Linked DNA regions of Mus musculus: region 1 is linked to region 2. The links are chromatin contacts, called in public Hi-C maps. All regions are on one chromosome and are shown on one strand. Each heading gives the region's core, a stretch centred on a gene start, on an enhancer-like site or on the middle of the called end of the contact. The rest is flanking DNA. Distances are from core to core; before and after follow the strand shown. Region 1 has its middle 15 kb from the start of Gm26075. Region 2 overlaps Umad1 (UMAP1-MVP12 associated (UMA) domain containing 1).

Region 1 (5,428 bases), core at 298-2,797, 120 kb after region 2:
AAATAGAGGACATTGATAAAAACGGGAGGGATGTGGATAAGTTGAACTAAAGAAAGCAGAAAAAGAAAATCCATAATACTTGGGTTGGCTTGACTGTTGAACATAAAGGAAATGTGGCTGTCACTGCAATGTGTTGAAAGGTTTCCTGTAGAATTTAGGAATCTGTGCACTTCCGCTACCTGTGTTGTCAGAGTCTCCAGCAGGCCTTTCCAGGTTTACTTTATATCAATTCCCCCTCTCTAGGATCTGATCTGAATTTACACTCTCCAAAGGCCTTCATGCTTCCTATGTCTGCCCCTTAGCAGGGCCTTTGCTCTTATGCGTCTCACATCCTGTTACGGTCTTCCCTAACTACCCAACTCCTTTTTATCATTCAGAGTCTGGACACTTCTTTCTCAAGTAGCTTCCTCTGAATTTCCTGGTTAAGTCTAATTCAACTTTTAATTATTCTATTAAAAGTCTTATATACTGTGTACCTTCCTATGTGTGAGCCATCTCCCAGCTGCTCAGATCCATTTATGTGGCTTTGTAGCTAGTGATTGACCTCCATCCACTCTTCTTTTAAGCTTAGTATTCTTAGTGTTTGGCTTGTAGGCCCTATAAACACACACACACACACACACACACACAGAGACTTTAGCGAATGAGTAACAACAACAGCATTGTAATACATCCTTGAGGTAGATTTTGTTAGACTAGACTATCATTACTTTTTCTCTACTGAATAAGAAGAAAAAGAAAAACACAGCAACTATCTTGGAGACGTAAAGACAAGCATTGTCAGAATTCCTAAGCTGGTGGTAGTCATTTATACATGTACTTAGAGTCCCAGCATTTGGAAGTCTGAAACAGTAGAATTACTACCTGCATTTCAGGGCAGTCTTTGCTACATAGTAAGTTTAAGGTCTGGGCTCTTAGAAAAAGACCCTGTCACAAAATAAAGAGAAAAGTAAAACAAAACAAACAAAACCCTATAAGAATAGTAAAAATATTGAAATATTGACAATTGTTGATAGGAACTGACAAAAACAAAATGAGAATCCCCAGGAAGAAAAAAAATGAATGTGACAAATTCTTTTTTTTTGTTTGTTTTTTGTTTTTTGTTTTTCGAGACAGGGTTTCTCTGTATAGCCCTGGCTGTCCTGGACCTCACTTTGTAGACCAGGCTGACCTCGAACTCAGAAATCCACCTGCCTCTGCCTCCCGAGTGCTGGGATTAAAGGCGTGCGCCACCACGCCCGGCTAATGTGACAAATTCTTATAAAATTTAGAGCCACCAGTCAGCCAATCCAGCTGACTAAGGAAATGAATTGGTAATGTGGGATGGAGGACACATAGAGGCAGCAAGCAGTGTTTCCTCTGTTGCTTTTTTTTTTTTTTTTTTTTTTAAGACCGGGTTCTTTACTGAACCTAGAAATTGCCACTTGGCCAGAATGCCTGGTCAGCAAGACCCCAGGGTCTGACTGCTTGCCTCCCACACGCCTATCCCCGAGTGTCAGCCAGGTGCTGCAGTGGAACGTTCACATGAAAGCCGGAGGTCTGAACCCAGATCCTCACGCCTCGCGCTAAGCACTTTATCCCTGAGTCATTGCTTCTGTCCTGGCAGTTACTGCCTTATGTAGTTAGAAGCCCAGAAGTGCTCTTTCTCAGGATTCCAAACAGTGGCCAGCAGCCACAGGTGCCCAAATGCTTTCTTACTACATCACTCAGAGAAGTAGAGTTCTTTCCTGAAAGTGATCGGAAAGTATTTCTTCTCAGCCTTATCTAATCAACCTAGTACCAACTTGGGTCAAATCTCCTGCCAGACTACTAATCAGCTAGCCTGTAGGAACATGTGCTGCTGAGCTGTCATCTCCAACTGCTAATTAACCTAGTGGGCCAGTGAGGTTCAGTCTTTGGGTCTGATTTCATAATTTCCTGATTCCCAGACCTACTCGCTCCGTTCTCCTTCTGTCTTAACCATGGGCTTTCTGGGTAATCTCGAATCAGCCACCTAACAATTTTTGCTCTGTCCTCTATGGAAATAGGTCTTTGTGTAGACTCCCCCTTTTTACCAACCATTATTTTGAAGTAAAAATAGATAAACTCTCCCTGGTTCTACAAATCTGTGCTAGCATGCTGCGTAATGAGGGACTGTTGTGTCTTAAGCCTCCTTTTGAAGACAGAAACAGATCTTTCAGGTGAGCGAGAGAGGAGCAGGTGATCAGCTGAAGTCACGCAACAGTGTTCCAGGAACTCTAGCAAGGCGGTGCTCAGCTTGTACTTAAACTGGTCCTAACCAGACTAGAGAAGCCAGCAAAAAGGCAGGAAATGGCTTCTGTTGATTTCAGCAGCAGCTTAACTCAATGTGCCAGGCAGCTGTGTCTCTCATTGGCCACAGCTGCTGCGAGCAGCAGGATGAGGGTTGACCTATATCTGTCCTCTGTAGGTCAACCCCCGAATTTGTTTGTAGAAGCTTCAGTCTTCTAGAACGCCAAGTTTCGCTTAGTACCTACCACAGTACCCTGATTTTATCAGGAAGTGAGATAGCCCACACCTGTGAAGAGCTGACATCTGCGGGCTTCCCCAGCTCTAACTTCTCTTGCTTTGTCTCTCACTGCCCCTCCCTCCTGTTAGCCTCTTGCTCCTTGTTTTTTGTTCGCCACCCTGCTTCCATCATCCTCTGGGTGAGAGGGGCCGCGATGGTCACAGCTGTGTGCCTTCTTGCAATCACGATGATGCTAGTGCTTGTCTTTACGGTTCCAAGTTCCATCTTTCAGTTGCAGCCATCATCCCACGTGTGTGCCTGTGCCACCACAGGTTTTAGGATGTGTCAGTTGCTCTTTTCAGCTGCAGCTGTAAACAGAATTGTCTGTTGGATACATGCCTTCAACACCTTAGTGCCCGAGTTTCTACACGGTAATAGCTTCTTCACTGTTTTTCATGGCTAAGAAATTTGGAAAAGATAGACTGTAAGTCTTTCTCCTAGATTAGAAAGCCATCTATTTGATTGTTTTTATTTTCAAAGCCAACATCCAAATGTGATAACGCCTCTTGTCCTTTGCCTTAGAGTGGGGTCAATAGGAGCATGCTGTCCCAGGTCTCAGTTGGTAGACATGTTTCTTTATGCTTATGGCACAATGTGAAAGGAATCCTAGTCAGTCGCATGAAAGCATCGGGACTCTGTAGGCCTCTCCCTCTTTGTAGCACAGGTATTGTTTCCTGTGATGATTTCTTCACTGGCTCTTTATAATAAATAACAAAGACGCAGCTCGGGTGGTGGGAACTCGGGGCCCTGTGTACACTAGGTCCGGCACAGAAATTTGAGATAGGAAAGGCCTATTAAACCATCTCAGTGGTTCTCTGAGGGCACATGGTGGTTTTGCCCTCCCCAGAACGCCTGGCTACTTTTTAGTGCATTTTCCAATTGCAAATAGTACAAGAGAAAGGGATTCTGGCTCCCCAGGGGACAAGCGCTGCACAGTCAATAATAGACCCTCCATTACAGCGTGTGACCTGCTCTGCCACCTTAATCGTCTCCATGTTGAGTTTCATTTCCATCACTCCTTCTCTGTCCCCTCGGACCACACTAAATAACTTCCCTCCATCCACGCTGTTTATGCCCTTCAAGTACTCTTGGCCGTGGCCTACGAGCCAGTCCTGGATGGTTAGCCCCTGGTGGACATGCTGAGAGACTCTCTTCTTTCATCTGCCTCTGGAAGGCAGTCCCTTCGGCCTTATAAATCGTGCTCGTTGCTTTTCAGTGAATGCCCACCAGTTTCTCAATATTTGGTCTCATTTCTTTTTCACTCCAACCGCTCGTGAAAATCCCTTTGCTGTTTCTGTTGACAGAAGTAGTAGAATCCCAGCTTTCTGAAAGCAGGCCAGAGCTTTTGAGCCCCGGAGAGTATCATAGCTCAGGGCCTTTGAGTCCCTTACTTGCTGAGCTAATGGGAGTTTGGTGTGTGCTTAGAGACAGGAGCGCTTGATGCGTGTCTCGTCAGGCCAGCCCTTGTTTTGGTGGCACATTGATAACTCTCGTTAGTTGTTTAAATCATAGTTCGCTGCCCACATAAATGTCTGGTTGAAAAAAAAAAAAAGCCTCCCTGGACGCCCTCAGAAAACTGCCAACATCTTTTCTCTTATTAATCCTGTTTACGGAGGCTCGATTGGCAGGCATCAGCTTTATCTGGTACCTCCTCCGCTAACGGGGAGCAGTTCCTTCCCAGTGAGGCAGAACAAGCCCTTTACCTTGAAAGAGCAGGAGTGGTACAAGCACACGCAGGAGGCAAGCAGAGTTGTTTGGGAACACCAGTGTGTTAATGGTATGCAGCCTGTTTCCTCTGCAGCCCTCTCTTCCACATCTAAAGCGCTGGACTTAATGCGGCCTGCTTTAATATGCTCAGTGTTGATGTTTGAACAATAACGATAACACCAGCGTGGGCTTACAAACTGTTTCCTAACTGCGTCATCCTATTTAACAGTTGATACCAGGATGGAAGCGGGGATTATCTTTACTTACCAGGGAGGCTTAGAGAGGTTTTGTTATCAGTTTCACAAATAGCCAATAAATTCCCCTTGAGTCCTTTTGGTTCCCCTACTGAGATGTTTTCTGAGCAATTTGTGAAGAGCAACAACTAACTGCATATTGGTTGCTAATGTCCCTGAAATGCAGAGGTTGGTGTGTTTTTCTGGGCTCTTCACTGGGAAAAAAAAAAATGGAGCAATCTAGATATAAGCCAAGTTTAATATGGGCTCTGGTATTTATCAATAGAATTATTTTAGCTGTTATTTGATGACAGGAAGAGTATACTAAATTTATAAGGCATAACCCTTTATCTCTTTCTAAACAATAATGTCATATTATTGGCCAGGACTGAAAGTGAGCATATCTCTTTAAATACCAGTTGAGACCCTAAGGCTGTCTGCCTTCTCTGCAAACCTAGTGAGATTATATACACCTAAGATAAGAAAGCACGGAGGTGTATTTCAACAATTCCTGAAAACATGATTTAAGGAAACAAACTATCTACTTTTATGTTTGAATAATATACCAAGCAGAAATGTAATTTAACACCCATATGTGGTAAGAGAAGCACAATATTCTAGAGTCATGCTGCTAGCCAGACAAAGAAGGACATTTCAGTTATATTCACCCAGTGCTTATCAGTATTTTAAACTTGGAACAAACGCACTTACACCAGAGAACAGGGCCTTACCAAATCGGGCTTCTGTTTTAAGGTGGAAGCCTAAGCAACACTCAAGTAACAGACTCTTCGACTCCAGCATTTAGAACAAAAGTGTGGCCTGGCTGGAGCAGGCAGCTTGCATAGGTCCCCATCTCTCGTCAACACAGACACAAGGGAAGGTCGTCCTGCATCAGCTTGTGGACTCCTGTGGTCTCACACTTTGTGGTTGGGCTCTGGTCTCACTGGATGGTACCTGTAAC
Region 2 (5,042 bases), core at 124-2,623:
TGCTATTAGATTAAATGGTGTTTGAAAGTTTTTTGTCTTGTTTTTTGTTTCTTTAAACTAAGGGTATTAATAATTAAGAAATAAAAAGAATAGGGAATAAAGAAGGTAAAAAGAAGGAATAAATTACAAATAAGGGGGAAGCATATGAGAAAGTGGTTTGAAAATTCATAAAGAAAATGTCATTAAAATATACACAAAAATAACGGTCACTAAAGCTTTATCAAGTAAAATAGAACAAAATATTTTTTAAATCTTAAAATTGTTAAATTTTTAAAATAAAAATATGAAATCTAGTAAAATAAAAAAATACCACCAGTTAGTATTTCTTTGTTGCTGGCATGAATGTAGTCTCAGTACCTTCTTTATTGTATCTGTAGCTGTCTCTGCAGGTGGGAAGAAGTCTGCTAGTCTCTGTGTTGTTCAAAATGTCTTCAGTTCTGGGACAGATTCCTGAACAAGGGTCAGCTCTCCTTAGGGGTTTCTCAGTTGTCATATAGGTTTCTCCCCCAGTACCTGCCCTCTCCCCCATTCTCCAGCTACAGCCTCCTCTCTGGCACACAGGATAATTGTACTTCCCAAAGTGGTTTTCAGCATCGAAGGCCGGTGCAGTGTCTGTTATTTTCCTTTGCTTCCAGGTTCTCTTTCCCTTTCTGGTTTTCTGCCACCAACCCTCATTGTTGCTGAGTCTGTCCGTGTGTTTGCCAGGGGCACTCTGCGGCTCAGTCTGTGGAGGGAATAGGGGTCCTGGAGCGTGACGATGCGGCAGTGCTAGATTTTCTGCTCTCCTACCCAGAGACTTGATAAGAGTCTCACTGAGGAACGGTTTCCTTCTTGCCAGACTGGTGTTCTAGTAGCAATAAGGTCCCTTAAGGGGAAGCTGTCTTCTTCTCTTCAGAAGAATGGAATCTGTGTCCTAGGTAAAGACCCAACCTTCTAGCTGGGCTGACTAAGGAGCCGCTGCGCAGGAACTCAGATTTGCTTATTAATGCCATGCTAAATGAAAGGATGATTTATCTCTAAGGAGATAACGCCCTTTTCCCTCCCAGAATGCTTGCCTGCTGCTCATCACTGTGAGCTTCACCCGGTGTGCCCTCCTCTCTCTCAGCTACTTATAGGTAGTGAGTGGCTTTTTCTCTTCTCCACCTCCAGTCTCCAGCCTGCTGAGATCTACAGCTTGCCTCTCCTAGAAATTTTCTTTTAAACTACAATAATGTTGTCCTCAGGCTTTCTATTGAGCCACTCTTACTTTCTTTTATTAATGAGACTGAAAATCTCCAGAGGTGATCCTAAAATCTTGAGTATCTTGTGGCATCCCAGGTGGGGTTCCCAGAATTTCGCACGCCCTGGGAGGGAGAGATGCGTAAGTGGCAGCTGGGTCGCTCCAGAGTCTCCATTCCCCACACGGATCTCCTGTCTGCAGCGGACTTGGCGCTTAGCTCTGAAGGCTTTCCTCCTGGCTTGGGTTTTCTGACCCAGAGCCGGCAGAGGTTAGTTCTGCCCCCCAGTGCTGTGAGCTGAATTCCGTGGTCAATAAACCTGGCATAGAGTGGGTTATTATTTTATCTGTTTCTTTCCTGTAAGTACTGCGACCCTTTCTTGCGGTTTCATTCTTCAGCTCAGGTGTTTCCTTTCAGATTCAGGAGAGCCAAGGATGTGATGTTTATCTTTTTCATCACCTTGACTACTCTTAGAATCCGTTCTTCTTGCCTACAGCCAATTCAACAGATGTTTAACTTTGTCACCAGAATGATGTCAGTATCCCAAGGTGTTTTATCCATTGCTGATGTGTCCTGCTAATAATTTTGGTGTGGTAATTTAATATGTCCTTTGGTGTGATTTTGATTTGTCTTTACAATTTATATGCTTGAACTTTTACTTACATTTGTTTGCTAACTATGTTCCATCCTTCATTGTTGAGCCCACCTCGTCCGGCAAGGAAGACACAACACGGTCGGATTCTTCTCAACAGCTTTATTGCAGGAACGCCTGGATGCTGCTACGGGGACCCCGGGAACCCAGGGAGGACTGCTTATATACACCCCAGCACTGGGGAGGGCTATGTGTCCTCCTGGGATTGGTCGGTCTGTCGACACTTCATTAGCATGCACCCGATCTGGAGAGGTTGGCGCCAAGTGGTGACTAGCGCAGGCGCAGTAAGGTTGTTTATAGCCACAGTGTACTGGATACCGGCACCATCTTAAAATTAGCTTCCTACACTTCATTGCTTATCTTCTCCTATTCATGGTTCCTTTAGGATATAATGTTTGTCGACACACTGTGACCAGAGGCCTGGGCATGCCGTGTGTGGAACAGTTAGGGATTCTTGGCTCTATATTCCTTTTTTCTTCATTATGACAGAAAACATACAGATAGACTAACAAAATTAGAAAAGAAGAACTAAACTGAACTGTAAGGGACTTAGATGTGTGTTCAGCTAGATTGGATACCTTAACTCAAGGTTTTTTGGTTTGTTTTGGTTTGGTTGTTTGTTTTTATGTTTTTGTTTTGTTTTGGTTTTTTGTTTTTTCGAGACAGGGTTTCTCTGAGTAGCCCTGGCTGTCCTGGAACTCACTTTGTAGACCAGCCTGGCCTCAAACTCAGAAATCCGCCTGCCTCTGCCTCCCGAGTGCTGAGATTAAAGGTGTGTGCCACCACGCCCGGCTTTAACTCAAGTTTTATGACTTAATGAGGAGTGTGTTGTAGAATCAAATGGCACCTTTAGCAAGTGTGGGTCCTAATAGATCACTGTTGAGTGAATTTAAGGAAGCCTGCCTAATGTTATGCCTAGAACATGTATGACATCCCTCTTGTTGCTTTCACTGTCTCTTCCTGTTCAACATGTTATAACAAAATACCATGAACTGGGCAGCCTATGAATAAGAAAAAATTCTTATTTCTCAATGCTAGAGACTGAGAAGTGTAAAGTCACATTGTTGACAGATTTGCTGTCTGCTGAGGGCTTGCATTATATATACTATGCAGACCATATAAGAACATTCTCTCATGGTGGAAGCAGAGAATAGTAGCCTCTTTGGCCCTGCCTTAGATTTTCCATTGCTATAAAAAGACACCATGGGGGCTGGTGAGATGGCTCGGTGGTTAAGAGCACCCAACTGCTCTTCCGAAGGTCCAGAGTTCAAGTCCCAGCAACCACATGGTGGCTCACAACCACCCGAAATGAGATCTGACGCCCTTGTCTGGTGTGTCTGAGGACAGCTACGGTGTACTTACATATAATAAATAAATAAATCTTAAAAAAAAAAACAGTTTAAGAAAAAACAAACAAACAAACAAAAAAACACCATGACCAAGGCAGCTCTTATAAAGGCAAACATTTCATTGATGCTGGCTTACAGTTTAGAGGTTCAGTCCATTTTCACCATGGCAGCATGCAGGTAGACATGGTGCTGGCGAAGGAGCTGAGAGTTCTGCATCTTGATCTGAAGCCAGCCAGGAGGGGACTGTCATCCTCAGGTGCCGCAGACCCTCTGGGCCTTTCTCTGTGTGGAACGGGTCTCTAGTCACGGGTGGACAAAGGGTAAGATGAGTGACAAACAGACGCACACAGGAGAGGTCGTGTGGAATCTGAATGTAATTTTTCAAATCAAGCATCAGACTTTTTATGCAGAAGACAATAAGGAAGTTGGGTGACATACCCGCAAGGTACAAATGAGGTAACCGGATGCTTAATGACTCTTACACAGAACAGAGGAATGAAAACGCAAAGACTGGCAGGAACTGGGCAATAAAATAACTGAGACAGAGTCAGCCCTGTCTAAGGTCAGCTATAGTCTTAGAAGCCAGGTGTGAGAACTTTTCACTCCTAGGGCAAGGGCTTTCACACCCAAGTCAAGGTTCTAACTAGGGAGTTCCGTTCTAGCTAACCATCTCATGAATAATGCAATACTCTAAAACCACAGCCCGATCTACTTCCTAAACCATTGTAAATTCCTGTATATGGGAGCGACTTGGCTTTTATTGATAGTGTAATACCAGAGGCTATTCTGAATGTCACTGTCTAACTCAAGGGCGTTCTAGGACTGTTGGAACACTGGCGGAAGGCTTTAGCAATGTCAGAATTCAATCTTAAAAGGCACTTATAATAAGATGATACTGAAAGAGAACATGTGGATCCATACACTAGACTAACGCGGGAATGGAGAATTAAGGGAACGCCAGACTCCAGGAGGAGAGCTTCCTTGAAACTCTTTTTGCCTCATGAGCAGCTTTTAGGCATCCCTGCCTGACAGGCTGACTCGGCCAGAGTGCGTGGCACTCAGGCATCTAGGAAGAAGCTCTCTAAGTCCATCCCCACAGTAGCACACTTCCACCAATTAGGCCACACCCACTCCAACAAGGCCACACCTCCTAACAGTGTCATTCCCTGGGTCAAGCACATTCCCACCACCACAAGCCCCTTGTTACAGTGTAATCCCTTTCTTGAGCACTTCACCCCCATAACCCAGTCAGGGCCTTACCTCCTACTATCGTCAGATTGGTGGTAGGGGTTCACATTTGGATTTTGAGGGAACACTGATGTTTAGTTCATTGATAGAACTGAAGAGAAGACAGCAGGTACTTGATAAAGGTAGAACAGCAGTGACACCTACACTTAAAACTACAGCATTTCCTTCCAACCCTTTACCTCGCTACAGTTAGTGTTTGTCATTTTCTCTCATTTGATCCTTGTAACAGCCACCTTGTGTAGTATCACCAGACCCATTTTTCAGATGAAGAAATTGAGGTTGAAAGAGCTTAAGTAACTTACATAAGGTCTTGAAGTAGTAAACGATTTGGGTGGAGCTCTGACAGATTTCAAAGCCATTCTCTGTCTAGATTTCCAGACTGCCTTGTATAGTGAATGTGACTGAAGATTTAAACAGAGCTAATGGTGTGGCCTTTGCCCTGTTCTTCCCACTACTGCACTTGGTGAATGGCTAATAGGCAAACACTCCCAGGCGGTATTTGCATTATAAAAGCAGTGCTCCTTAACTCTAATGAATCTCTAATTGGTAGAATTGGTTGCAGTGATATTTTTATTT

What was found. Hi-C and Micro-C count contacts between places; a contact is called where the count stands out from the background.
Region 1: a Hi-C map of double positive thymocytes shows a contact between it and region 2, with 3 times the contacts expected there. The contact joins two enhancer-like sites. A contact is called at or near these places in 4 of 39 promoter capture datasets (the C10 cell line, hippocampal neurons and pre-B cells), 4 of 484 Hi-C or Micro-C datasets (the G1E-ER4 cell line and double positive thymocytes), 2 of 115 datasets of contacts at active chromatin or transcription factors (bone marrow-derived macrophages and double positive thymocytes) and 1 of 9 other capture datasets (embryonic stem cells).

Annotation. Positions count from the first base shown.
Region 1 is chr6:8,483,259-8,488,686 of GRCm38.p6, forward strand. No RefSeq gene overlaps it. Among named protein-coding and RNA genes, the nearest start is that of Gm26075, 15 kb to the right of the region's middle. Within about 2 kb of position 1,548, at least 58 of the 459 cell types and tissues checked have an H3K27ac peak or open chromatin away from gene starts, as enhancers often do. A contact at or near this core is called in double positive thymocytes, where this site is marked.
Region 2 is chr6:8,363,503-8,368,544 of GRCm38.p6, forward strand. All of the region lies in intron 2 of Umad1 (UMAP1-MVP12 associated (UMA) domain containing 1), which reads left to right. Among named protein-coding and RNA genes, the nearest start is that of Gm46952, 20 kb to the left of the region's middle. Within about 2 kb of position 1,374, at least 25 of the 459 cell types and tissues checked have an H3K27ac peak or open chromatin away from gene starts, as enhancers often do. A contact at or near this core is called in double positive thymocytes, where this site is marked.